Linked DNA regions of Drosophila melanogaster: region 2 is linked to region 1. A link is a contact called in public Hi-C data. All regions are on one chromosome and are shown on one strand. The core of a region is the stretch at or near the end of the contact, and the rest is flanking DNA. Distances in the headings are between cores, read along the strand shown. Region 1 holds the start of CG34278. Region 2 holds the start of lncRNA:CR46035 (long non-coding RNA:CR46035).

Evidence for each region. A called contact is a pair of places that touch in the nucleus more often than the background predicts.
Region 2: a Hi-C map of the Kc167 cell line shows a contact between it and region 1, with 4 times the contacts expected there. A contact is called at or near these places in 4 of 107 Hi-C or Micro-C datasets (the D17-c3 cell line, the Kc167 cell line and wing imaginal disc) and 1 of 7 datasets of targeted methods (the Kc167 cell line).

Annotation. Positions count from the first base shown.
Region 1 is chr3R:17,117,541-17,122,524 of dm6, reverse strand. CG34278 reads right to left here and starts at 2,060. Exons shown (of 1, transcript NM_001104347.2): 1 at 1,717-2,060. The coding sequence starts at 2,046. The coding sequence ends at 1,771. cher (cheerio) reads left to right here. Exons shown (of 19, transcript NM_001275730.1): 2 at 3,371-3,788. CG42779 reads right to left here and starts at 948. Exons shown (of 1, transcript NM_001300441.1): 1 at 438-948. The coding sequence starts at 932. The coding sequence ends at 747.
Region 2 is chr3R:17,699,932-17,705,617 of dm6, reverse strand. It overlaps lncRNA:CR46035 (long non-coding RNA:CR46035), which reads right to left and starts at 1,923. Exons shown (of 1, transcript NR_133415.1): 1 at 37-1,923. All of the region lies in intron 4 of osa (osa,), which reads left to right. It overlaps lncRNA:CR46036 (long non-coding RNA:CR46036), which reads right to left and starts at 4,877. Exons shown (of 1, transcript NR_133414.1): 1 at 3,745-4,877.

The sequences.
Region 1 (4,984 bases), core at 811-3,310:
ATTGTGTAATTAGCGGGCCATCAAGTGTTCAGTATTAAGCACCCCCACTAAAGTATTACAACTCGAGATCATTCGACAGCGATCCCTATCAACCAACAGAAAAACCATCGATATGGCGTCCAGAAAAGTGAGTTTTTTTTTTTGTTGTTTTGTGGGCCTAGGGTGGCCCTTATCCGATCGGCAAACGTTGCATTTCACCCACACGATTTTCCACGATATATTCACGACGAAAATGGAGGACATGTGGTTCTCATTACCTGTTCATAAAAACTAAATATTTGTCAATTTATTTTTAGTCCAATGGGCGGTCGAAATTTGCTCACTTGCGCCTTCGCTGTGCAAATGTTGGGTGTAATTTTAGTTTCAAATAAATTCAAATTAATTAAAATGGAAGTGCAAATTTATTTAGCATTTCATTGGCGGCGTTCGTCGACGCTGATTCATGCGATTCCCCAGCGATGCAAGTGGCGCCTCACGTATTCATCGTCACTTGGCCGCCGTTTTTGGCCCGATTTGAAATGTTTATTTCCATATAAGGGTATCCTCAGCCAGACGCACTTGTTCCATATGGCCAGCTGTCCCCGAGCAGCTCCACTTCCTTGTGGAATGTAGTGAAGGTTTCGAGTCCAAAATATACGATTGTTATACGCATTGAACCTTGTAGAAGTGCTATTTAGGTGTTTGAAGTTTTTGGGATTGTTCTATATTTTTATTTTACTCAAAAATATGAATATTTTGAAGCCATATTATTTATAAAAGAAATATAATTTCTTGGCGTCAGCTGATTCACATGGAGTTGCTGTAGTTGTTGCCGGTATTTCAGTTGTACTTGCAGAACCCCAATCAATGTTCTCCGTTGTTGTTGTTGTTGTTGCGGCAATTGCAACAGCTACCATGGTGCACAAAAGGAGGAGGATGGCAAAAAACTTCATGTTGCTAACTTTAAATCGAAACTGATATTTCACTCAACATATTTTGCCCTTATATACGAATAAGACTTCAGAACAATTGTTAACACAAGTGCTTGCAAGATTTGATGGATGAAATGGTGGATGGAGTGATGGATTAGGACAGTTGAGTAAATACTCTAATTTGCCTTTCCAAAAATAAATGTACACGTGGCAAATGTTTAGCACGTGTAAATATACAGTACACGTTTTAACCGGATTGGTTATGATTTTCTTAAACAAGTGCTTTATATTAATTATTTAAAGTATTTTAAATCGTAAGCTGAGTTTATGAGGAACATTAGCATTAGCTAGAGCTTTGTTATTTACCTAACAAATTAATCGTCAACTTATACTCGTTAATTGTAGAGTATAAGGGTATACTAGGTTTGTTTAAAAGTATCTAAAAGCTATAAGAAATCGTTTTCTAACTTATATAACTTATTCTAACAGATCTCGGAAACAATAATGCTAAAAAGTTAACAGTATTATTATTATTGCTATTATTATTATGCATAATTATTAATAATTATAATGATTCTATAGAAGTAGACGCAGCGCAAGTTGGTTTTAAAATGATGTCTCGCCCACTCTTACGTCATAAACTATCGAGAGCTGAGTAACGGGTATCAGATAGTCGAAGAAATCTACATTCCTCTTCTTTGTTTTATTTATAATTATAGTTATATTGCAAAATGTCATTGGTTAACGCTTGGTAAACCATAATTTTAAGGCTGAGTAAATCATTAAAAATGGCTAATTGATAGGTCTAAAACTTTTTTCACTTTATTGCTTCAGAATAATTAACCTAGTTAGAATTAATTTAGTAGAAGAAGTAAAGTTTCTTGCCGCAAAGGCCACCAGGACCTCCCACGCAGGGCGGCAGTGGGGGAGGGACTTGTCCACAGGGTCCTTGGGGTCCGCTGCCACATGGAGGCTGTGCCAAGGGAGCTAGGGTAGTGTCAGATGCAGGGGCGGTAGTGTCCTGTTCCGTAGTTGAATCAGATCCGTAATCATAGTCCGCAGAGGGTGACGTAGAAGCAACCATGGCAAATCCTACAATGCCGCAGAAGAGGAAGAGAACAGCGAAAAACTTCATTTTGATAACTCCGTAGATGCAGTGGTAATTTACTGCCAAAACCTCGCGAATATATACTTTTCCTTTTTGGCTAGTCAAATATTATGACAATTGCGAAAAATTTATTTTCCATGACAAGAGTAAAAAATCTCATTAAAAGAAACAATTGGGCAAACATCAGAGAACGTAATCATGGAATTATTTTATTGTCTAGATATAGATTAGCTTTGTTTTTGGCGAGTAGTGTGGTTAGGAAAGTGAGTGCCTTATAAGGATAACTCCCTTGGGGAATTTCGCGAAGGACTCCACAGAGCCAAAAAAAAAAAAAAAACAACATTACTCATACTCATCATATGTATGTACATAGCTACCCGTTTTGACTTTGACTCATTTGGCTAAAATTAACAATTCCTAACCATATCGAGAAGGTCGCTGGTTGTCAGCCCCATTTGCTTGGCTCATTCACTTGTCTGGCCGACGCCGTGCATTTGCTTCTGCCTTTCGTTTTTGCATTTGATCAGGCGGAAAAAAGGGGGAGTGGAATTAAAAGGCACTGCCAAAAGCAATCCTCAAATATGCCAAATATTTACCAGAATTATTTGCTCTTCCCTGGTCATGGGCGTTGGTGTGGGTGTGCAAGGGGATCATGAGTCACTTTATTTGGGTTCACGTTCTGAAAAAGGGTCGGGATTTGAGAATTCCAGGGCTTGGCCCCCCTATATATACGAATATAACTACATACATATATACGAATGGTAATGCTGCCGACTAAAATAGCAAATATTTTTAAACATTACCAATGGCTTTTGTGCACTAAAACGAATAAAATGAATCGTTTTATTCTATGACTGGTTTATTAGTCACTGATTTACTGGGTAATATTATTATCGCTCCGAGCTTACGCTTATGCTACTAATGTTGTTTTGATGGCAGATTAATATTGGGTGTTTTTTAAAATTTTAAATAAATATAAAGTAAAAAAAAACATAATGGAATTGAAATAGAAAAATTGAATGGAATGGAATAATGTCGTATAAACCTGTTATATTTTAACAAAAAACTTTATTTTGGGTAACCACTCTTTGAAAAGCCGATTATTATTGGTGCATACTTTGGGGCATATCGAAGTTCTTATAAGTTATAAAATATACATATTTAACTTTACGCTCTCACACTGAAACTGAACTTGAATCTGTTAATAATTTTCTTTCGAAAACTGGTTTTGTGTGCTGGCTGAGAAAAAGACATTTTTAAGAGAACACAATTCTCAAAATGTTAAAGAGAAAGAAAATGCTCTCTTGTTTTATTTTTTGTTTGCCGCTCTCTCGCCCCTCTCTTTATTCAGCAAATCAGCTGATATGGCGGATCCGAATGCCGGTGATCGGCGACAAACTTCAACGTTTAAAAATAAGAATTTATTTAACGGTGGTACGTGCTCGAGTAACAACGCTGACGGTCCCGGATCGGCAAATTTAACGCACGGCGGTGAATTGGTGCAAAACGCGAATTATACAAACGGTCAAACGACGCAGGCGACCATATTCCTCAGCAACAATAACAACAGCAGTAATACGGGCAACCACTACTACAACAACAGCAACAGTCACGGCAGAAAGAACGCGCCAAATTCGCAGCAAAATCAGCAAAACGCGTGTGTTTATACGACCAGCAATAGCAACAATAACAATTTGGAGCACAACTTTAGCAACTTACATTTCTACGCCCAACAGCCAGCCGCACACTACGACGTTTGCCATCAACAGGTGTGTGTGTGTGTGTGTGTGCGAATAGAGTGCGGCAGTGTGCGTGAGCCACAGGCGAACTTCACTATGATGAAGTTTCAGGAAACTCCCGGTCATTCGAAAATTGATTGTCGCGAATCAAATTCAAAAATCAAATTCCCTTAATCGAAGTCTTTAAAATATTCCCTTATTTTACGTTTGAAAAGAATGAAAGATAACCGTAGATTTTTAGGAATTCCTAGGAGTTTATCATTCTGAGAAACACCTTTTTTTTAAAGGATTGAATGCTACACATTAGAAGCTATAAATGCAGAACTGGACAATTCAAATTTAGTGATAATAGAGCAGTTAACTTTTTCAACCAACTACTATGTACAGAAATTAGATATATGATTTATCTAAGCACCGTTTCACTGTAGTTTTTGTAAGTGCTGCAGTTCACACTGCGTTTTGTCGCGGCATTTCGCAATTAATGAAAATGTTAATGAACTTCACACGCTGCGCACTCGAGCACTTCACTCTAATTTCTTCTTCTAGCCGTATTCCCCTTGTTGGCCTGGCCCAGACAGACAATTGTGAGGGGGGGCCGCGGGGGCTCTACTTCTCTATTTCTGTTGGTTTTTCGGTGGTTTCCTCGGTTTGTGTGTGGCACGCGAACTCCGCTTTGCTCCCTTGTCCGTCGCCTTCTGATCACTCCGCTTTGTGCTCGATCTTCGCGGCGTTTCTGTCTGTATACCCTTTTCGGGAACTTTTCGGGCAAGTTGGTGGTAAACAATGAATTAGGCGGAGTTACCTGGGAACTTGTTTCGCCGGCTAAGAGATAAGGGCAACTCGCAAGCTTGACGGAAATACGGAGTTCTTCAATGTGAACCACTCAAATGTTTATTTACATATTATCTTCATCATTTCATCACTTAACAAACGTTCTAAAATATAATAAATTTCAATAAACTCCAGAGACAATTTAAAAGATACCACAATCGTTACTCTGAAAAAGATATTTCAGCCTCAAAATAAAAATTGTTATTCTTGAAGAAACCTAACGTGCTGAAAGTCATAGAAAAGTTTGACTTCAAATAAAAGTTCGGAATTACCCCGAGAAGCGTATTCCAAAGTCGCCTGCTCTCGAAAGTTCATTGATTCTTGATAGCCGCTTCGTTGCGCGACATGCGTGGAAAGTGGACAGTCCACTCCAGTGAAGTTCTGCAACTGGAACA
Region 2 (5,686 bases), core at 674-3,173, 580 kb before region 1:
AGTTCCATTGGATGCCAAAATGAAAAGCGAACGTATGTCAATATAATATAGTATATTTGTTGTCTCAACCCAGTGCACTCAAAACACTTTACAAAATCAAACCAATCGGTTTTCCTTTGCGTTTTAATTGGGTGTTGCAAGGTTAAATCCGCGTTTCTGGCCAATTCAACACTGAAACCAACTGAAAACGAGCCGAAACCGAACGAAAACTGTAATCAGCCGCAGCCAATGCTGGTTTTAAGCCACTCCAAACTTCCAAAGTCGGGGGAAGTCCCTGCCGCCCGTCCATTGTTATTTAAGCTGGTCGATTTCGAATTGCATTTTGTAAGCCGCTTTAAATTCGCCGTGTGTTGCTGAACAAAAGCCAACTGCCAGCAATAATATTTAACTACTGATGGCTTTTAGCCGCCGCTTTCCTCTTTCTGCGGCAGTTGGGACACCTTTTCTATATAGCGTGTTATTTAAGCCACCCAGTGGCTGGTGGCAGTCCCATTGATTTTCAAGAGCACACAGCCAGCCCCATCGACGTGTCCTAGTTTAGAAACTTATTTCAAGTCGACTGTTCTGCGTCATATTCTCTCTGCTCTGTGGGCAATTGGCATGACTATCTATCTGTATGCCTATCAGCATCTGAAATTTGCGGGCCAGCCAGCCGCCAGCAGCACACAACTGCTGCATTCATTTAATGCCAGCCGAAATTGTCTGTGGTGCAGTGCACACGGTTGGGGCTTTGGGCCCAAACTCAAACCACCGGCATGCGAATGCCATTGCTATTGCTATTGCGATTGCGAGCCCAAAAGCCCCAGAGCCACATGGCACGGCCTTTCCGCAACCGGGTCCCCCCATCTTCCCCGTGCCCTGTGCCCCTTCATTATGGTGCCTTCCAACTGCCAATGAACAATTTTGCCGGTTTTTCTTCGTCCGTTGTTGCTGGGATTTTAGTGCTCCACTCATTGCTGTGCCTGCGACTCTGCTGCGTTGTCGTTGTTGTTATTGTTGGCAGCAGCAGCGGCGGCGGCGGCGGCATCATCATCGTTTTTCATTTTAACAGGCGGCGCAGCCAGTAAAAAAGGCAAAAATAAAGTCGAAATAAAAAGAACGTTCATTTCAGTTGGCGCTGATGCACAGAGAAGAATTCTTTGAAAGAAATATATGATTACTCTGGGTTTGGAATCTTAGGCCAAAGTTCAGTCTTTTGATGAGTGACTTGATCAGAAACAATAATTTAATGAAAATGGCAAGGTAATGGTTCTTTATAATATCCTATCAAAAGGCCGCCCAGCTTATGTTTCAGTGTACTGCCTCGTTTCGAACGCATACAAATTTTATACATACAGAGAGTCGTGTGATTGTGCGCTTGTTTTTCAGTTCACTCGTTTGGATACACACCACGAACGAATCGAAACGTTGCTCGAAACGAGTCGAGTTGAGTCGAGTAGGGTCGGTCGGATTGGATCGCTTTGGTCTGGTCTGGCCTGGCTCTGGCTCTGGCTATGGCTTTGGCTTTTGCTTTAGCTATTGCCCTGGCTGTGGCTGTGGCTCTGGCTCTTGCCGGTTCTGGCAGCTCTGGCTGCGACTCTGGGCCGTGTGTTTTCGGTTGGAGCCCAGTGTGCGATTAATGGGACATTTGTCTGAGCACTCAAAGTGGTTGACTGCCAACGTTGGCTGTTGTTGTTCGTTCGTTGTTCGTTTTTTCGCTTTTACTGCTGCCAGTGGCTGTTGGTCTGTTGCTCTGTTGCTGCGTCGGATTGCCAGTCAGTCTGACAGTCTGTTAGTTTGCCATATTGTAAGTGGATGAGGGCGGAAGGTGCGGGGCAAGGATTGGGGCCACCGACTGACTGCTGCTCCGCTGGCAAAAGCAGCCAACGAGCAAACGAAACGGTACGAAACAAAACGAAGCGAACCAAACCCAACCGAACCGAGCAGATCCAAAGCGACTTCTGCTGCTGGTATACGAATAAACGAATATGCGAGTATTTGTTCTCTATATACAGTCGAACTTCTATAACTCGAACTATTTATCATGAACAAAAAAAAAACCCAAGAATTCCCTAAGGACTTCAGATGGTTGATTATTGCTATAATTTTCGAAATGCTTGATTTCCATAACATTTTGGTTAAAAATATAATTTCTGATTAATTCATGATTTGGATTCAATAGAAAATAATGAGTAAAACTTATGTACTACTACTTCTTAGATCTTAATCATAATTCCAGGAATCTGTAATTATTCAGTATGATTCGATTTGTAGATCAACACAGGGAAGTTGGACTGTATGTTCATCTGCGTTTTGTGGTACTGTCTGGGTTGCCTTGTGCAATGTGCGCCATGCACACTCAACACAATTGCACAAACTTTCGATTCGCTCATAAAATTTCCAGCAAGCGCAAACAGAAATTGCATGAGCATGGATCCGAGCGGACTCGGACCCAGAATCGGATTCAGAATCAGAAACAGATCCAGACCCCAGACCCAGACGCAGATGCAGATGCAGATGGAGACGTAGACCGACCCTCTCCCACACTGGGAGGTGGAGGATGGATGTCTAATGAGCGACAGTCGGACTGGCTGTCGCTCAGCTGTGCTCTGTTCTTTATATACATATATATATATATATAGTATCTCGTTCCCTGGCTCTGAGGTTAAACCCCTCCGATCCGGCGAACAAGCTGTGCATAATGAAAACCAACCATTGCACTTGAGGGGGTGGAGATTGCGAGAATGGAGACGACGGCGGGTACTGGGACTGAGACTGAGACTATGCGGGATGTGGTGGTGAACTATTTTTTTGTTTGTTTCGCATTCTCATTGCTTCAGTTTTTGAGGTTTTCACCCTTTGCAGTGGGGCATTATAATTTGTGCTACTTGAGTGGTATTCTTAGCAAAAGGTTTAGTTGCTTTAAAATACTAATACTTTTAACTAGATAAATAGTTATAGCTAGTTAAACACTCTTACAACGGTGCTTATTAGGAATATTGCTTTCCTGCAATTTTTAATGGAACTGTTTTTTTTTTAATCTATGACGATAGAGCGTAATCTTTACAACGCATCATCCTACTAGCTTGAAACTTACTAATTGGAATGGCAAAACCTTTCAGCTAGGGTATTTCAGAATGCGGGTTGCATGCGTTGGCCTGGCCCTTCCCTCTTGTTTTCATTTTTATGATATCCCCGAGTTTATTACTTTTTCTCTCCGAGAATGGCTGTGTTTATAAATTCCCGGCTGCCCCTCTCCTTTCCGCCGGTTTCGTGTGTGCCGCTCCTTTGTGCATTTAATTCTCTTATTTTTTATCTCTTCGCTGGCCGCATAACAAGCACATGTATGCCAGTCCTTGTTTTTGGTTTCCTTTTTATTTTTTGCAACGCTCGCTTGCCACATTCACTGCTAAAGGTTTTAAGGTGATAAGCCACAAAGGTCCCACCAGAGGCACCAGTACCGCCGGTAGTACCAGCGGTTCCATCGGCAGCAGCTGACAGCCAGACATAAACATACCTACCTACCCATCCAGCCAACAACTAACATGTAGGCATGCATATTCTTTATTTAAATGAACGTCCACAGATGACACGGCATAAAATGCGGTGAAGTGCGCTTTCGAGGGCCAAAAGTCGAACTTGTGGCCAATGCTGCTACATCATCATCGCATCTTGAGAACGAACGATGAAAGATGATGGGGTCTTTTGCTTTTTGCTCTTTCGGTTTTCAAGTGGGGTCCAAGGGCGAGTCCCCTTCTCTGAAATCGTGCCCAAAAATCGAACTCTCAACACTTTTGGCGCGCAAATCTTGGCTGAACTTTATTTAGCTGCGCTCGATTGCGATTTGATGGGGCAAGGGGGCCGGGCCAGAGGTGTGGGAGGAGGTGTGTTTCCCCATATTTTTATCTTTTTTTTTTTTATTTGTGTTTGCCTCGCATTATTTTCGTTATAAATGATTTCATTGTTGTTGTATCCGCAAGGCGCTTGTTTTTCTTTCCAAGTAATTTTTCTACGCGACCACAGGCTCACACACACACACACACACACACACAGATACGGATGCGGACTACAAACGTGGGCCGCTTGTTGTTTGTGCCCGTCCGTTCCCCTAAAATCTAACCCCACTACGCCCCGTTGGACAAAGCATTCTATCCGGCCTGGCCTTTAGCTTTGCTTCTGCCCGCCTGCTTTTGGTTTTGCCAGCTTGCTTGCTTGCTTGCTTGCTATTCTCGTCATCGTCTCGCAACTCAAGTGGTGTACCGTGCCCGTGCCCGTACCGTACCGCCTTGCCCCCTCGAGAAAACCCCTCGCTAAAATGCGAATTCGAATTCGTACGAATGGCCTGGTCGTCTTGCCTGGCAGTGCCGCCGTTGCCGTCGTTGCTTATTTCATTTTATTATATTCCAACATTTAGAGTGTACGTGCCTCGGTATGGGTGTGTATCTGTGTGTGCATGTTTCTGTTCCTTATCTACGTCTTTGTCATCGTTGCCGTTGCCTTTCGTTCGCTTCGAGCGCGCCATAACTACCACAGCCACTTGCCCGAACCCCGGGTAGTCGTAGCCTCCATCCGTCGCCAGAACACCCGCCGCCATCCCCCCACCTCTCAAACGCCCCTTGGAACGCTTCAAGTTGCAGCCGTCCGTCGCCTTTGCCTTTGCCTTTGCTGTTGTCGCTCGTCCGCTTGCTCGTTGGCTGGTTGGTTGCTTGCTCGGTTGCTCGGTTCGTTCCACATAGCTTTTATGCCCCGCTCAGCTACGTCTCCGCACCCCATCGACATCGCCATCTCATACTATTCCATACCATACCATCCCATGCCGCCGCCTTGTGCCGTCAGTTCGTCGTCGTACATTTCATTTCACTTCACTTAATTTCTCAGATACCAAAACGAACAACGTTCGCTCGCTCGTTCGTTCGTTCGTTGTATTTTTCTTTCTACTGCCGCTGTGGATTGTCAGGGGCTTAGGCTTATTATATTTTAAGGGGAGAGTTTTGCTGTAGAGAGATTTTAATATTATGTGCTTAGATGTACAGAATAAACTAATATATTTTTATAGAAGCAGTCTGATAAGTACATATAATTCTTATTTTAAATATGTATAGTTTATATTTTATATTATCATATAGAAGTACCTTCGTGGTATCTTAAAGACTCCCTATTCGATGGCGCCACTGCTCCCACTGAGCTCTCTCCGCTGGGGTTTTTGCCATGGCCCCGTGTGTGAGTGTTTCGAATTGCTGTCGACTTAAGCTTTATGTGCACGTCTGCTGCTGGCTGTTGTTGTAGCTGCCATGTGTGCTAGTATGCGAGTGTGCGAGTGGGGCTGTTAGTGTGGAGCTTTTTCTTGATTTTCTTATAAGTTATAGGCGGCAAAAAATTAAAGTCGTGTCGCATCGCACCGAGTTTCTGGTGCCTGCAGACTGTTTTAAGAGTTGTTATTGTTCGAGCAGCTTGGCGTTTATGAATTCGGATTCCTCCCCCCTGACCGGGTTATAATAATTGTGAGCACGGGTGAGTGGGTGTGGGAGCGGTGAAGGAGTCTCAAATTCCTGAGGCAATGTCAGAAAAGGTCGCGGGACGCGCGGGGAGTACATGTCCCCCAACCTCTGGGATCGTTTGGCATCAACATTTGGCATCGGAATGGGTCGAAATACCCACCCAAAACATCTGATTGCCATGAATATGTTTACGCTGGCCTGCGACGACT